Linked DNA regions of Sus scrofa: region 2 is linked to region 1. Evidence: chromatin contacts called from public promoter capture Hi-C data. All regions are on one chromosome and are shown on one strand. The core of a region is the stretch at or near the end of the contact, and the rest is flanking DNA. Distances in the headings are between cores, read along the strand shown. Region 1 has its middle 50 kb from the start of ABCB1. Region 2 overlaps ABCB1 (ATP-binding cassette, sub-family B (MDR/TAP), member 1).

Region 1 (7,207 bases), core at 3,353-5,852:
GGTGAATTCTATCAAGCATTTAAAGAATTGACAACAATCTTCAGACTTCCAAAAAAATTGAAAAGGATGGAACACTTTCATTTTATGAAACCAGCATTATCTTGATTAAAAAGTTGGATAAAAACATTACAAGAAAAGTACAGACCAATACGTGTGATAAATAAATACACATGCAAAAATTCTCCACAAAACACTAGCAGAATGAATTTAACAATACATTATAGGCACCTTACAGCATGATCAAGGGGGCTATATCCCTGGGATACAAGGGTAGTTGAATGTATGCAAACCAATCTGTTTATTAATAAATTAATATTTATTATTATTATTAAATAAATAAAATGAAAAATAAAAATTAGATCATCTAAATAGATGCATAAAATAATTTGACCTATACCACATCCTTTCAAGATAAAAACTCTCAACAATTTAGTTATACAAGGAACATATCTTAACACAATAATGGCCACATACTGTAAGCCTACAGCTAATATCATACTCATTGTTGAAAGGTTGAAACCTTTTTCTCTAAGACAAGGAATAAGAAGCTAAGAGTCCCTAGTCAACATACTACTAGGCATTCTCACCAGAGCAATCAGGCAAAAACAAACAAACAAACAAAAAAATGAAGTAAAAAGCCATCCAAATCAGAAGGAAAGAAAAACTGTCTTTGCAGATGACATGATCATATTCATATATAAAAAATCCTAGAGATTCTACCAAAAAGTATGTCTTATTCCCCCTGGCTTTTTTCACTTAGCATAATGCCCTCCAGGTTCACCCATGTTGCCACAAATGGTGGGATATCACTGTTTTTATGGCTGAACGATATTCCATTGTATGTACTTACCACATTTTCTTTTCTATCTTCTTTTTAGGGCCACACCTGTGGCATATGGAAGTTCCCTGGCTAGGGGTCAAATCGGAGCTGCAGCTGTCAGCCTACCCAACAGCCACAGCAATGCCGCTGGATCCAGGCCGAATTTGGGACCTACATCACAGCTTGCAGCAGAACCAGATCTTTGACCCACTAAGCGAGGCCAGGGATCAAACCCACATCCTCATGAGTACTGCAAAGGGTTGGAGATTTCATGTGGGACTTCAAGGCCTCTCCAAGGAGATAAAACTCAAAAAGCCTCTGGCTGAGATAAGAATTACCAGACCCTTATCATCCTATATCACTGTAATTGTTCCATTGTTCATAAGGACCACCTCACCCCAGCAACCTGGCCTACTCCTTCCTGCCTCCTACTAGGAAAGGTAAGTGGCTTCCTCCTTACCCACCCCTATGGGGCAATATACGCCCCCAACCAAGCAGCAAGTATATCCCAAGACACCATCCTTCCCCAACCAAGCAGCAATTGTATCAGAAGACCCCATTCCTCCCCAACCAATCAGCAGGTCAACAGGTGAATGTCAAGACCTCTCCTTGCACTCTTTTATCTCTGGCTATATAAACAGACACCACCACGTGCCCAGGATATGTGCTCCCTGATTATTAGGAATTCAGCCCACTGTGTTAACAGTGTCTCTTGCCTCAATAAACTTTTCTTTTTCGGGCTATACCTGTGGGATAGGAAGTTACCAGGCTAGGGATTGAGTCAGAGATGTTGCCCATGCCACAGCCACAGCAACTCGAGATCTAAGCCTTGTCTTCGACCTACACCAGAACTCATGGCAAAGCCGGATCCTTAACCAACTGAGTGAGGCCAGGGATCTAACCAGCGTCAGTCAGATTCATTTCTGCTGAGTCACGATGGAACTCCAAACTTGTCCTTTCTACACCTTGCTTTGAACCTGGAAAATTCTTTTTCCACTCATACGCAGAGACTAGAACATTGGGTTCTTTACCCACTGAGCCTCAATGGGAACGCTGATACCACATTTTCTTTTTCCAGTCATCCTTTGATGATACTTATATTATTTCCATATCTTGGTTATTGTGAATAACCTTAGAGTGAACATGTAGTGCTGATTTCGTTTCCCTCAAATAAATACCCAGAAGTGGAATTGCTGGATCATATGATAGTTCTATTTTCAAATTCTGAGTAACCTCCATACTGTTTTTTAATTGTGTTAAGCCACCAAATTTGTAGTAATTTGTTATAGTAGCCTCAAATCAGGGAAGCTAAACATGATGATTTTATCTTTTTTTTTTTAATAAAAAAGGGTAATGAGGCTCTGAGTTAGGCTAGTAAGAACAGAGAAGAATGGGTGGCTGTGAGAAACATTCATAGTGTAGCTTTGAAAGGTGGAGGAGGGAAAAACTGGCTAGGAAAGTCTGTGCCATTGATGGAAATGAGCAGCTCTTTTAGGAGGAAGTTTGATTTGTTCATGGGGCTTGAAGGTGACATCATAGTAGAAGGTATTTAGAAGTGTGGCCCTTGGGTACTAACTAAACACAGATGAGTACCACTGTGTACTGTCTGCCTGAATTCAACTTTGTTATTTTCCTAAGTATGTCCTAGGATTACTCATCTCTAGCCAACTCTAAACAATGATGGTGACCATTCACCAGAACCAACTTTTGAATTTAGGTCCAAATATGTTTCAATCTGTTTCCTGACACACAAAGCAGGGACCTTTGTTCCCAGGTCTCAATAATAAGAAGTCTTTTGATTCATTTTTCTTACTCTCATCTCCATTTCAGATGCCTGCTTCTAATGAACATTTGGCTAAAGGACTGTGTCTTTGGATCACTTTGTTCTTTTGTCTGGCAAAGTCCTTAGGATATACTAGAGGTTCAATAAGTGTCTGCTCTTTTGCCAAGGTTTTTTGTTTGTTTGTTTTTAACCTAGTGTGTACCTTCCTCTGGGTCAGTTTTATCCAAAATTAACAACTGGGAAGTTCCCATGTGGCACATTAGGTGAAGGATCCGGCATTGCCACAACTATAGCGTGGGTTCCATCTCTGGCCTGGAAACTTCCACATGCCACTGTTACAGTCAAAAAAAAAAAAAAATCCAAGAAATCATTTGTTAATGTAAGGTATATTAAGAGTATTCTTGGAAGTTCCCGCTGTGGCGCAGTGGTTAACGAATCCGACTAGGAACCATGAGGTTGCGGGTTCAGTCCCTGCCCTTGCTCAGTGGGCTAATGATCCGGCGTTGCCCTGAGCTGTGGTGTAGGTTGCAGACGCAGCTCGGATCCTGCGTTGCTGTGGCTCTGGTGTAGGCTGGTGGCTACAGCTCCAATTCGACTCCTAGCCTGGGAACCTCCATATGCCGCAGCAGTGGCCCAAGAAATAGCAAAAAAGACAAAAAAAAAAAAGAGTATTTTTATCTAAGACCATACAGTTTTACATAAAAAATATAGAGGTGAACTCATCATTACCATAAAAATTAATACCCAGCTTTACCCATTCTATCAAATAAAAGGGAAAGCCTTATGGGAACTGTTAAAAAAAAAGTTAAGAAACTTATTGGCACAACCTATATTTTAATTAAAAAATTAAGAAAAAAATAAATATGGTAATGTATAAAATTAAAAAAAAGAAATTAGAGTAGTCTCATAATAGTATTGTACCAATGTTAACATCCTGGATTTGGATTTGTATTATAGTTACTACCTGCTGTCATTCAGGGAAGCTGGATGAAGGGTACACAGGACTCTACAATTTTTGCAACTTCTTGTGAGTCTTTAATTATTTAAAAAGAAAAGGCTAAGAAAGAAATACAAGGAGTTCCCATTGAAGCTCAGAAGAAATGAATCTGACTACTATCCATGAGGATGCGGGTTTGATCCCTGGCCTCCCTCAGAGGGTTAAGGATCCAGGGTTGCTGTGAGCTGTGGTGTAGGTCACAGATGTGGGTCAGATCTGGCATTACTATGGCTGTGACATAGACTGGCAGCTGTAGCTTCGATTTGACCCCTAGCCTGAGAACCTCCATATGCTGCAGGTGTGGCCCTAAAAAGCAAAAAAAACAAAAAAACAAAAAAACAAAACAAAAAAACCCTTTATTTATTTTTTTCTCTTTTTGCTATTTCTTGGGCCACTCCCACAGCACATGGAGGTTCCCAGGCTAGGGGTCGAATTGGAGTGGTAGCCACCAGCCTGCGCCAGAGCCACAGCAGCACTGGAGCCAAGCCGTGTCTGCAACCTACACCACAGCTCATGGCAATGTCGGATCCTTAACCCAATGAGTGAGGCCAGGGATCAAACCCGCAACCTCATGGTTCCTAGTCAGATTCATTAACCACTGAGCCACAGTGGGAACTCCAAAAAATACTTTGTTTAAAAAAAAATTGGGGGTTGTTTTGTTTTGCTTTTTAGGGCCACACCTGCTGTTTATGGAAGTTCCCAAGCTAGGGGTCTAATTGGACCTACAGCTGCTGGCCTACACCACAGACATAGCAATGCCAGATCTGAGCCGCTGCCTGCGACCTTCACCACAGCTCATGGCAATGCTGGATCCCTGACCCATTGAGCAAGGCTAGGGATCCTCATGGATATTGGTCAGATTTGTTTCCACTGGGCCACGATGGGAACTCCCAATTTATTGCTCTTAAAAAAGATTAAACAAAACATTTTCAGGAGCACCTTCTGTAACAGTTGTCCTTTGTCCCATGTGGAAATTCTAACAGCAAGGTTTGAAAGACCTGTGCCCTTGGACTTGGGAAAATCAGAATAGCAAAGAGAAAAGCAGGAATGCTTACAGATATATGCAAGAGGCAAAGATACATGATGAAATACTTTCACCTGGACTCTTTGAAAAAAGCTAGTTTTGGTCACAAGAAAACGTGACCTTTGAACTGGAAACAACATTCTTGCTTTCTCTACTAGGCAGCTATAGTTGAGTGTTTTCCCTCTCATTGACTTACTTGTTATGTGGAGAAGCCCGAAGATTCTCCAGTCAGAAAAAACCTGGGTTTCTGTTCTGGCTGCCTGTTTGTTCACAAATGAGTGTTTGGGCAAGCTGCTTATTTTTTCTAAGCCCTTATTTCCTTGCTGGAAGTTAAGGGATTTCAGAAGCCACCTCACTGGATTACTTGATCACTAAAGAATGTAATAAGGTATTTAGAACAATACTCAAAGGATGGAATATGGTGGGGAAAAAAATGTTGGTTGCTCTTCAAAATCATCAATTCTCTCACATGAAAAGGAAGTTCTATTTTGTATTATTTTTCTCTTAACAATTTTCTTAAGTGCCTACGGACTAGATACTAGGAGAATTATAAGACAAGGAGCTCACAATTTAAGGAGACAGGAAATAAGTTTAGTGATGTGTGTAGTTTCCATGACACAAGATTTTTTGGGAAACATGGAAAGAAGAGAGCCATCACTTCTCCTAGGAGTGCCCTGAGGATTAAAAAAGGTTCCTGGAGGCATCCTTGTTGTGGCTCAGTGGGTTAAGAACCCAATGCTATCTCTGTGAGAATGAGGGTTAGATCCCTGGCCTCAGAGGGTTAAGTATCCTGTATTGCTGTGGCTGTGGTCGTAGGCCAGCAACTGCAGCTCTAAGAAATAACAGCTAACTTGGTAGGAAGAGACAACAAATGCAAAGGCAGACCAAGATCACCAAACACTGCAATCTTCTAGGGCTATGTAGCAAACAGCTCTAGGTACCTGAACCGTTTCCAAAGGCAGCCACTGCTCAGGGCATATTTATAGATACAGATCTAAAGTAAAATCATCAATAAGGATTATATTATACTATTTAGAGTCTTTTTAACTAAGGTAGGGAAATGTATAGTCCTTTAAAGAAAACGCAATTAATCCAAAATGTTTAAAATATTGTCTACTGTGGTTTAAATTTGTACACTTACATTATTAGCTTCAGTTACACAGAAGATTGCACTGCACAATAAATGCTGAGTAAAGCACTGCAGCTGATTAGAGAATTTTAAGCTTAACTCAAACATTAGTTACATAAAAAATATGAGCCCTTTATTCCCCAGGTACACTGAGAAACAGAGGTGCTATTGTTATGTGAAGTGGCATTCAAGTTATAACATCTTGACCTGTATAAAACTAAGAACAACTACGCAAATGTTTTTAAAAGTAATTTTGAAAATTGACATTTGTCTCCACTGTACTTAGCTCATCATATGGTCTCTCCTTAAATCTTATTAGTCTTTCCATCCATAAGATAGGAAAATTATGACCTTGTGTGGGGAGTTTCTCTTAAAGTATTAGTTTAAAAGGTTAACAAATATTATTTTTAAATGTTTATGCATATATAGATTTAAACATATATTTTAATAATTTATTTTTTCATAAACTAATGTTAACTCACAGAAAGGGGATTCATATTTTAATTCTTGTCAACAGAACTAAAGTCAAAGGAATATGTAAGCTTTTTGCTTTTCTTTTTTTTTTTTTTTTTTTTTTTTTTCCATTAGGGCTACACCCGGAACATAGGGAGGTTTCCAGGGGTTGAATCGGAGCTACAGCTGCCTGCCTACACCACAGCCACAGCAACATCAGGTCTGAGCCACATCTGCAGCTTACTCCATAGCTCATGGCAACGCCAGATTCCCAACCCAGTGAGTGAGGCCAGAGATCGAACACGCAACCTCATGGTTCCTAGTCGGATTCGTTTCTGCTTCACCACGACGGGAACTCCCAAGCTTTTCCATAACGTAAGAAAATTTGAAATTATAGAAAAAATGACTAAGACCTGATTTTCTATGAAAATGCATGTTAAAGGAGTCCTGAAAGGCTTTAACAATTTAATTTTTCTAAATGGTAAAGAATATGCAGGGAGAATACTGGTTGTACACAGAACCAAAGTCTATGAATACTCTGGAGTTGAGTGTGGAATATTTAGAGACTTCAAATTACTTACTCTCTCTTTGCCACAATCTGTGAAAAATATCACAAAACAGTAAGTATTTGCTGAGATAAGTATCATCCAAGTGTTTTTAGTCTACAATATACAAATGTTCACTTAAAAAAACTGAAACACATACACAATAATAAACCAAAATTCAACTCCTGACTACCCGACCTAATCAAATAACTCACTTCCAAAGTTCAAACTATTACAATATTGTTCTTGTAGAATGGCATTTTTAAACCTACAGAATTATGTAGTTATATAGTAAGGTTTTAAACCTAAACTGAGAGTATGGCCAAATTTTTTAAGGGGTAATGAAAAGCATTACTAAGTATTAATAGATACATTAAATAGGGATAGGGAGTGGGGGGAGTTTGTTTAATTTGGTTTTGCTTTCTATATTGTTCCCTTTTTTTCAGAATAGCAGTA
Region 2 (7,207 bases), core at 2,117-4,616, 70 kb after region 1:
TTAACCCACTGAGGAGGCCAGGGATCGAACCAGCATCCTCATGGATACTAATTGGTTTCATTACCGCTGAGCCACAATGGGAACTCCTACCTTTATTTTTTTTATCCAGTATTTATCTTTAAATAGCTTCAGTTGTGACCCAGAACATGTTTATTTTGTGCATGAGAGAGGTACTGTGCTAATCAGACTTGGTTGTCACCTACTCTTGGAAGCCTCCCATGATTTCTATACATGAAGCCAGGTATCCATCCTTTCCTTCCCAAGCAGTTGGTTATAGCTCTGTAAACACAGATAATTAATGTAACACCCCCCCCTACACACACACTGTAGGATCATGGTGTATGTCTGGACTTCGTAAAAGTGGGTAGGATCAGAATGGACATAGATGTACATGTTAGGTTTGCTCAGCTACCACAGAGCATGGAAAGATTTGATTCTTCCCCTGTAAGGTGGTAAGAGAACTATCTCCAGCAGACCAAATCCCTATGCCTCAGACACTCTGACTTTTCTTCTTTTTGCCCTTCCCCAGGTAGAACTTCATGGCCTCTCCTTGGGGAGGTGGGAAAATAGGTACAAGAGCCTCCTTGTTGGACAAGAAGTTTTCCTTAAGAAGGCTTAGATTTGATAAGGCTCTAGAAAGCCTGAGAGTTTTACACTAAGTATGGTGTTTAACTAGATAGTTCTAAAACCTTTTTGAAAAATCAAATCCTTCTCTGCTATAATAGATCCCTCATTATTTTTCTCTTCTCCTAATGCCTTTCTCTAATTATCAGACAGCAGCCTTTGTCCTGCTCTTTTTGTTGTGGGTATGATCTCCTGACATCCTGCCCCCATCAGTCCTCATCCTGTTGTTAGATTTTTGCCTTTGCTTTAAAGTCTCTCTTGACTTGGGCCTCAAGAACTCTCTAGTCCTGCCACACACCACTTGTATGAACAAAGCTTAACTGCTACCAAACTTCTGACTTACTCTATGAATTCGGAATCTTACTTATGATTCCTTCCATGTATGGTACATGTTTCACTATCTGAAAATGATCCTGGATAAAGATGATTGGATTTTAGACGTATTGTGTTAATGGTGACAGGTTGGGTACAAGTGTAAATGATGATTCAGAAATGAGAATGAATCTTGGCGACATTAGAGTTGAAGGGATCATAAATTTCATGGGCTAAGATGTGGAGAAAAGTAGAAGGAATGGGGAGTTCTAAGCCTTGAAAAAAGACTAAATTTTTTTAACATTTAAAAAAAATTTTTTTTTAATTTTAGGGCTGAACCTGTGACACATGGGAGTTCCTGGGCTAGGGGTCCAATCAGAGCTGCAGCTGCTGGCCTACACCACATCTCTCAGCAAAGCTGGATCCTTAACCCACTGAGTGAGGCTAGGGATCACACCTGTGACCTTATGGATACTAGTCAGGTTTGTTTCCACAGAGCCATAATGGGAACTCTGAAAGACTCAATTTCTACCAATAACTAAAGCTAACATTTATTTAACATTTAATATGTGCTAAGCACTGCACTGTGCTTAGTGCTTTACATGTATTAACTCCTTTATTTCTAAAGGATTCAAATGAGGCTGATAGTGTTATTATCTATACAGGCGAGGAAACCAGGGCCCAGAGAGTTGAGTAAATTTAAATTGCATGAGGTCATAGAATTAGTAATTAGTCAGTATTTGAATCCATGCAGACCAGATGCAAGTCCATGCAATGAAAAAGACAGAAGGACACGGAGAAAGGAAGACATGGAGGATTACAAGGTGGTTCCATGTATGGTACATGTACAAAGGTGACTTTTCTCTTTCTCCATAGCTATATCATGATTGGTTCTGTTTAGTCTCCTCCTAGATGGTGGGCTCAGGAATGGAGGAAATGATACACTCAAGTCAGATTAATAATTGAGAGAATGGCGTTCCTATCATGGCGCAGCAGAAACAAATCCAACTAGCATCCATGAGGATGCGGGTTTGATCCCTGGCCTCACTCAGTGGGTTAAGGATCCAGCGCTGCCATGAGCTGCGGTGTATGTTGCAGACAAGGCTTGGATCTGGCATTGCTGTGGTGTGATATAGGCCGGCAGCTACAGCTCCAATTCAGCCCCTAGCCTGGGAACTTCCATATGCCATAGTGTGGCTCTAAAAGGCAACAATAATAATAATAATAATGAGAGAAAAAGTGGAAGTAATTTATCTCTATCATTGACCATTTCTACTCTCACTGTTCTAATACTCATATGAGGATCGTGAAAACTATTCGTAAAATGCCAGTCCTCAAAATAATATGTCTATTCTGCTGCTTAAACTATGAGCGTATAAATCATATGCAGACCTTGAAAGTGTATTTCAAGACTTTGGTGAAAACATTGCCATCTCTGTCCTCAAGGGCGACATCATGAGTATGCTCCAAACTAGAATGTTAGCTAATACTAAGTACTTCATAAACATTTCCATGATGGATCTGTTTTCATTTGCTCAAGGCTTTCCTCTGCTGCTAACCATTTCATTGGAAAAATTCTTAGAAATCAGTTTCTGGAAAATTGAGTCTCAAATAATGACAAAATATTTTGAACTATGTTGTGTAGTGTGACAGTTTATTTTTTAAGTTTGAGTTAAAACTTAAGATAGGACTAGTTTTTCTAGAAGAGTAATAGTAGTGTAATATAGTCAGATTTTGTGTTGTTATTACTGTTGGGGAAATGCTTCTTGAAGCAAAAAGTAGATGAGTTACAGTGTAATCTCTGCAATATATTACAAAGGGAAGCTATATATATATAGTAACTGACCCCATTCTAAGTGTTTAAGAAGTGGAATGAATAAATGAAAGACCAACTCACAGAATTGTGTAGGTGAAAATGAGCCTAGAAAATTATCTGGCCCAAAGCTACAATTTTATAGATGTAGAAACCAGTGCCCAGGACTTTGAGGCAGTGTGGCCACAATGGAATTGATAGGGGACAGAGAGCTGAGTACCTGTTTCAGGGATCCTGCCTTTATTTTAGTATTTTTTTTCCACTGTACTAGTGGGTTTCATACTCTGGCTAAAATTCTTTTTTTTTTTGGGTGGGGGGTGCTGTTCCCCATGGTGTGTAGAAGTTCCTGGGTTAGCGACCCAAGCCCCTACAGTGGCAACCTTAATTGGCTACACTGCAAGGGAACTCCAAGCTCTGCCTAAAATTGAAGCAAATGCCAGCACTTTTCTCTTGGTCTTTCCTCTCCCCAAGGGTGTTGTATTATAGATTTGCATATTGGTGTCCCAGGCAGGTCAGCCATGGGGCACAGTTCTTCAGGCCAAAGGTATGTGAGAGCATACATAAAATTGTGGCTGCCAGAGTCATCTCTGTCACCTGCAATAAGCCCAGCCACACTGAGTGGCAGGCGAGTGCCAGAGGGATTGATCGTCTTGGCAGAAAGTCCAAATTCCTCTTGCTTGTGGTTGAGGGAGCTTCTTGCATGAGAAGACTGGAAAAACTGGAATCATGGTGTTCTTGAGCTAGAATGGACCTTGCAGATCATTAAGGAAGTTTACTAACTTCCTTAGAGAATCCCCCTTTGTAAATAACATCTCTCTTGGACACTCACTGGGTAAAACAGCTCAACTTTCTTAGTTGAAAGTGGTGGAGGGGAGCCCAGAGCCAGAATCTCTGCTGAGTGTCCCTCTCCTACCCACCTGGAGCAGTGCTGAAGTCACTCCAAATGGAGCCACCACACTTGACCTGGTTGCAGCCAGTGCCCAGAGCCATCCTCTTCTCTTCCTAACTCCTCTCTGTGCGTCCACTCTTGTACCCCCATATACATTTCTTCTCCTCTTTTTTTTTAGGGCTGTGCCAGCGGCATATGGAGGTTCCCAGGCTAGGGGTCCATTCGGAGCTTTAGCCTCCAGCCTACACCATAGCCAGAGGAACGCTGGATTCTTAACCCACTGAGTGAGGTCACTGACCACTGAGTGAGGCCAGAGATCGAACCCGTGTCCCCATGGATACTAGTTGCTTTCGTTAACCACTCAGCTGGGACTGGAACTCCCATTTCTCCTTGTATAGGCATACGTCTGGTCATATCTCTTCTGGTGGCCTGGAGTGAATGCAAATGACTTCTGTTGGCCTGTGTGGCCCACGGGATAGGGCCCCTTCTTGCCCTGTCAGTCCAATTGCTCATTGCCTACTCAGTACAGCCCACCTACAATGACCTCTCTGTTCTGTGAGGACTCCCATCTCCCTCCTGGCTTGGGGCCATGTAGAACCTGCCCTGTTGCTCTAACAGTTTCTTAGCATTCATTTCTCCCTCACCAAGACCTTTGTCCCCAACCCACCCCAGTTACTTCAGCACCACTGCTTTATTTACATTTTAGGAGTTATTACTCTGGGAGTTCCCATTGTGGCTTAGTGGTAATGAACCTGACTAGTATCCCTGAGAACACAGGTTTGTCAATGGTCAGTGACCTCAGCCAGTAGGTTAAAGATCCAGCGTCTCTGTGAGCTGTGGCATAGGTCCCAGGTCCAATTTGACCCTTACCCTGGAAACATCCATGTGCTACGAGTGTGGCTCTTAAGAAAAAGTTATTATTCTAAAATTATCTTGTTTATTGGTTTACTTATTGATTACAGCTTCTCAAATGGTAAGAAAGATTATAACGGAAAAAAGGAAGTTCCTTAATATTTCAGCAGTGCTACCCTGTCACATGAAGTCTGGGGCCTGAAAGTGAAAGGACTTTCAGCTTGCACATAAATCCAATGAGATTGGATAAAATGACCCTCTCATTCTAGGTTGTGTCTGTGATATCTAGAACGATGCCTGGTGTGAAAGATGGTTAAAAACCACCTTTATAATATAATATATAATTAGGAAATCACAAAAGTATCCATGTCACAGGCTTTTAATTCCTAGTATTCTTAAATGTTTAGTAGGTAAAACTGCTAAACTTAGATATTTGGGTCAGAGAAAAATGTAATGTGATCTCTAAATGGTATGGAATCTCTCATTGTGGTGATGGGCACTGTTTTGTTGTAGATTTCTTAGAAGTCTTGCTTGGTTTTAGAAAAGGCTTTTCTAGGAGTTCCCATCATGGCTCAGAGTAAACGAATCTGACTAGAATCCTTGAGGATGCTGGTTTGATCCCTGGCCTCACTCAGTGGGTTAAGGATCCAGCGTTGCCATGAGCTCTGGTGTAGGTTGAAGACGCAGCTTGGATCTGGTGTTGCTGTGATGTAGGCCAGTGGCTACAGCTGCTCTTTGACCCCTAGCCCGGGAACCTCCATATGTCATGGGGTGGCCCTTAAAAAAAAAAAAAAAAAAAGGCAGAAAAGGCTTTTCTTACCCCAGCTAATAACGTGGTGGTCTGAAGTACTGCTGTTTAATCCTACAATATATGAAACACTTAGATACAAAATAGGAGACTCATTGGTTGGAATCCTTTCATAAATGGTCTCCATGTGTGGCTGTTCTGTGAAGCCCTGTAGATCTTTGGCGTAGGGTCAGGTATGGCAGGGCAGGGTGTGCACGAAGGGTATAAGGTTAACTAGGACGTGTCCAGCTCTCTAGGCACTCACACTAGTAGGAGGAGGAGATGGATATAAACTATTCCAGTCTATTCTAACATTGAATTGTGTGTCATTTTCTCTAGTGTTGTGTGGGTTATTTTGCCAGGGCTAAGCTGCTTGAATGGAGATCATAGTGAACTCATTCATAAAGGAAGTCTAGTGAAGTCTTTTCTAGCCCAGAGAGTTTCTACATTTTCCCACTGAAAAGCATTATGAATTTTTAGATACTTTCCCCGCATTCTTCTTTCAGATATTGGTCTGGGTAGTAACCCTTTGAGATCCATTCAAGTAAAAAGTTATTGGATTTGGACTTCCCACTGTGGTGCACCAGAATTGGCAGTGACTTGGAATGTGGGTTCAATCCCCGGTCTGGCACAGTAGGTTAAAGATCCAGCATTGATGCAGCTGTGGCTTGGCCCAAGACTTCCGATTGGGTCTGATCCCTGGCCTGGGAACTCCCTATGCTGTGGAGCAGCAAAAAATGGGGGAAAAATGTTGTTGGACTCTACCATCTCTAACATCGTTTCAGCTTGAAAGTTTTGGTTTTCTGGAAAAATGCCTAAGAATAAGAGTTTTGTGAGAGGCTTATACATGAGAGAAGAATCTCTGGGCCAGAGAGTATTCTCTGTTTTTTTTAAATTTAGTTTTATTGGGGTGTAGGTGACTGAAAATAGTAGTGTAGAGCAAAGTGAATCAATCATACATATTAATATATCCATTCTTTTTTTCCAGTGTACATTACTACAAACTATTGAGTAGATTTTCTTGGGTTATACAGTAGGATCTCGTTAATGATCTATTTTATACATTAGTGTGTATATGTTATTCTCATCTCCCAATTCTTCCCTGTCTCCCCATGACTTCACCTATGGTAAACCATAAGATTGGTTTTGAAGTCTGTGAGCTTGTTTCTGTTACTTATGTATATACATATGTATATATGTATGTATGCATATATGTCTTTTTAGGGCCACACCTGTGTCATATGGAAGTTCCCAGGCTAGGGGTCTAATAGGAGCTGTAGCTGTCAGCCTATGCCACAGCCACAGCAACGCCAGATCGGAGTCTAGTCTGTGACCTACCTCGCAGCTCATGGCAATGGTGGATCCTTAATCCACAGAGTAGGGCCAGGGATCGAACCTGCGTCCTCATGGTACTAGTTGAATTCGTTACTGCTGAGCTACAAGGGGAACTCCATATACTTGTTTTTAATGGAGGACAAAGAGACTTAATGGTGTATGTTTGTGGTTGATCTAGATTGTGTGAATTGCCCAGATAACAGCACCACACTGGAGGAGAAAATGACAGTGTAAGTAGACATTTTCCTTATTGTTGCTAAGTTTTTCTGTTTCAATCCAGTTGTAGCAATGTTTAAAATTTTGTTTTATCGGAGTTCCCATTGTGGCTCAGCAGAAACGAACCTGACTGGCATCTACGAGGGTTCAGGTTGGATCCCTGGCCTTGCACTGTGGGTTAAGAATCTGGTGTTGCCGTGATCTGTGGTGTAGGTCGTAGACTCTCCTTGGATCTGGTATGGCTGTGGCTGTGGCGTAGGCCAGCAGCTGCAGCTCTGATTCCACCCCTAGCCTGGGAACTTCCATATGCCATGGGTGCGGCCCTAAAAAGATAAAAAAATTTTTTTTGCGTTATTGTAGTAAAGATTCAAAATTTTGA

The links. Promoter capture Hi-C pulls out the DNA fragments that hold promoters and counts their contacts.
Region 2: a promoter capture Hi-C map of liver shows a contact between it and region 1, with 2.5 times the contacts expected there. The contact joins two enhancer-like sites. A contact is called at or near these places in 1 of 5 promoter capture datasets (liver) and 3 of 47 Hi-C or Micro-C datasets (liver and skeletal muscle).

The regions. Positions count from the first base shown.
Region 1 is chr9:92,996,714-93,003,920 of Sscrofa11.1, forward strand. No RefSeq gene overlaps it. Among named protein-coding and RNA genes, the nearest start is that of ABCB1, 50 kb to the right of the region's middle. Within about 2 kb of position 4,603, at least 2 of the 83 cell types and tissues checked have an H3K27ac peak or open chromatin away from gene starts, as enhancers often do. A contact at or near this core is called in liver, where this site is marked.
Region 2 is chr9:93,068,170-93,075,376 of Sscrofa11.1, forward strand. ABCB1 (ATP-binding cassette, sub-family B (MDR/TAP), member 1) reads left to right here. Exons shown (of 27, transcript NM_001308246.1): 4 at 6,791-6,842. Among named protein-coding and RNA genes, the nearest start is that of ABCB1, 21 kb to the left of the region's middle. Within about 2 kb of position 3,367, at least 10 of the 83 cell types and tissues checked have an H3K27ac peak or open chromatin away from gene starts, as enhancers often do. A contact at or near this core is called in liver, where this site is marked.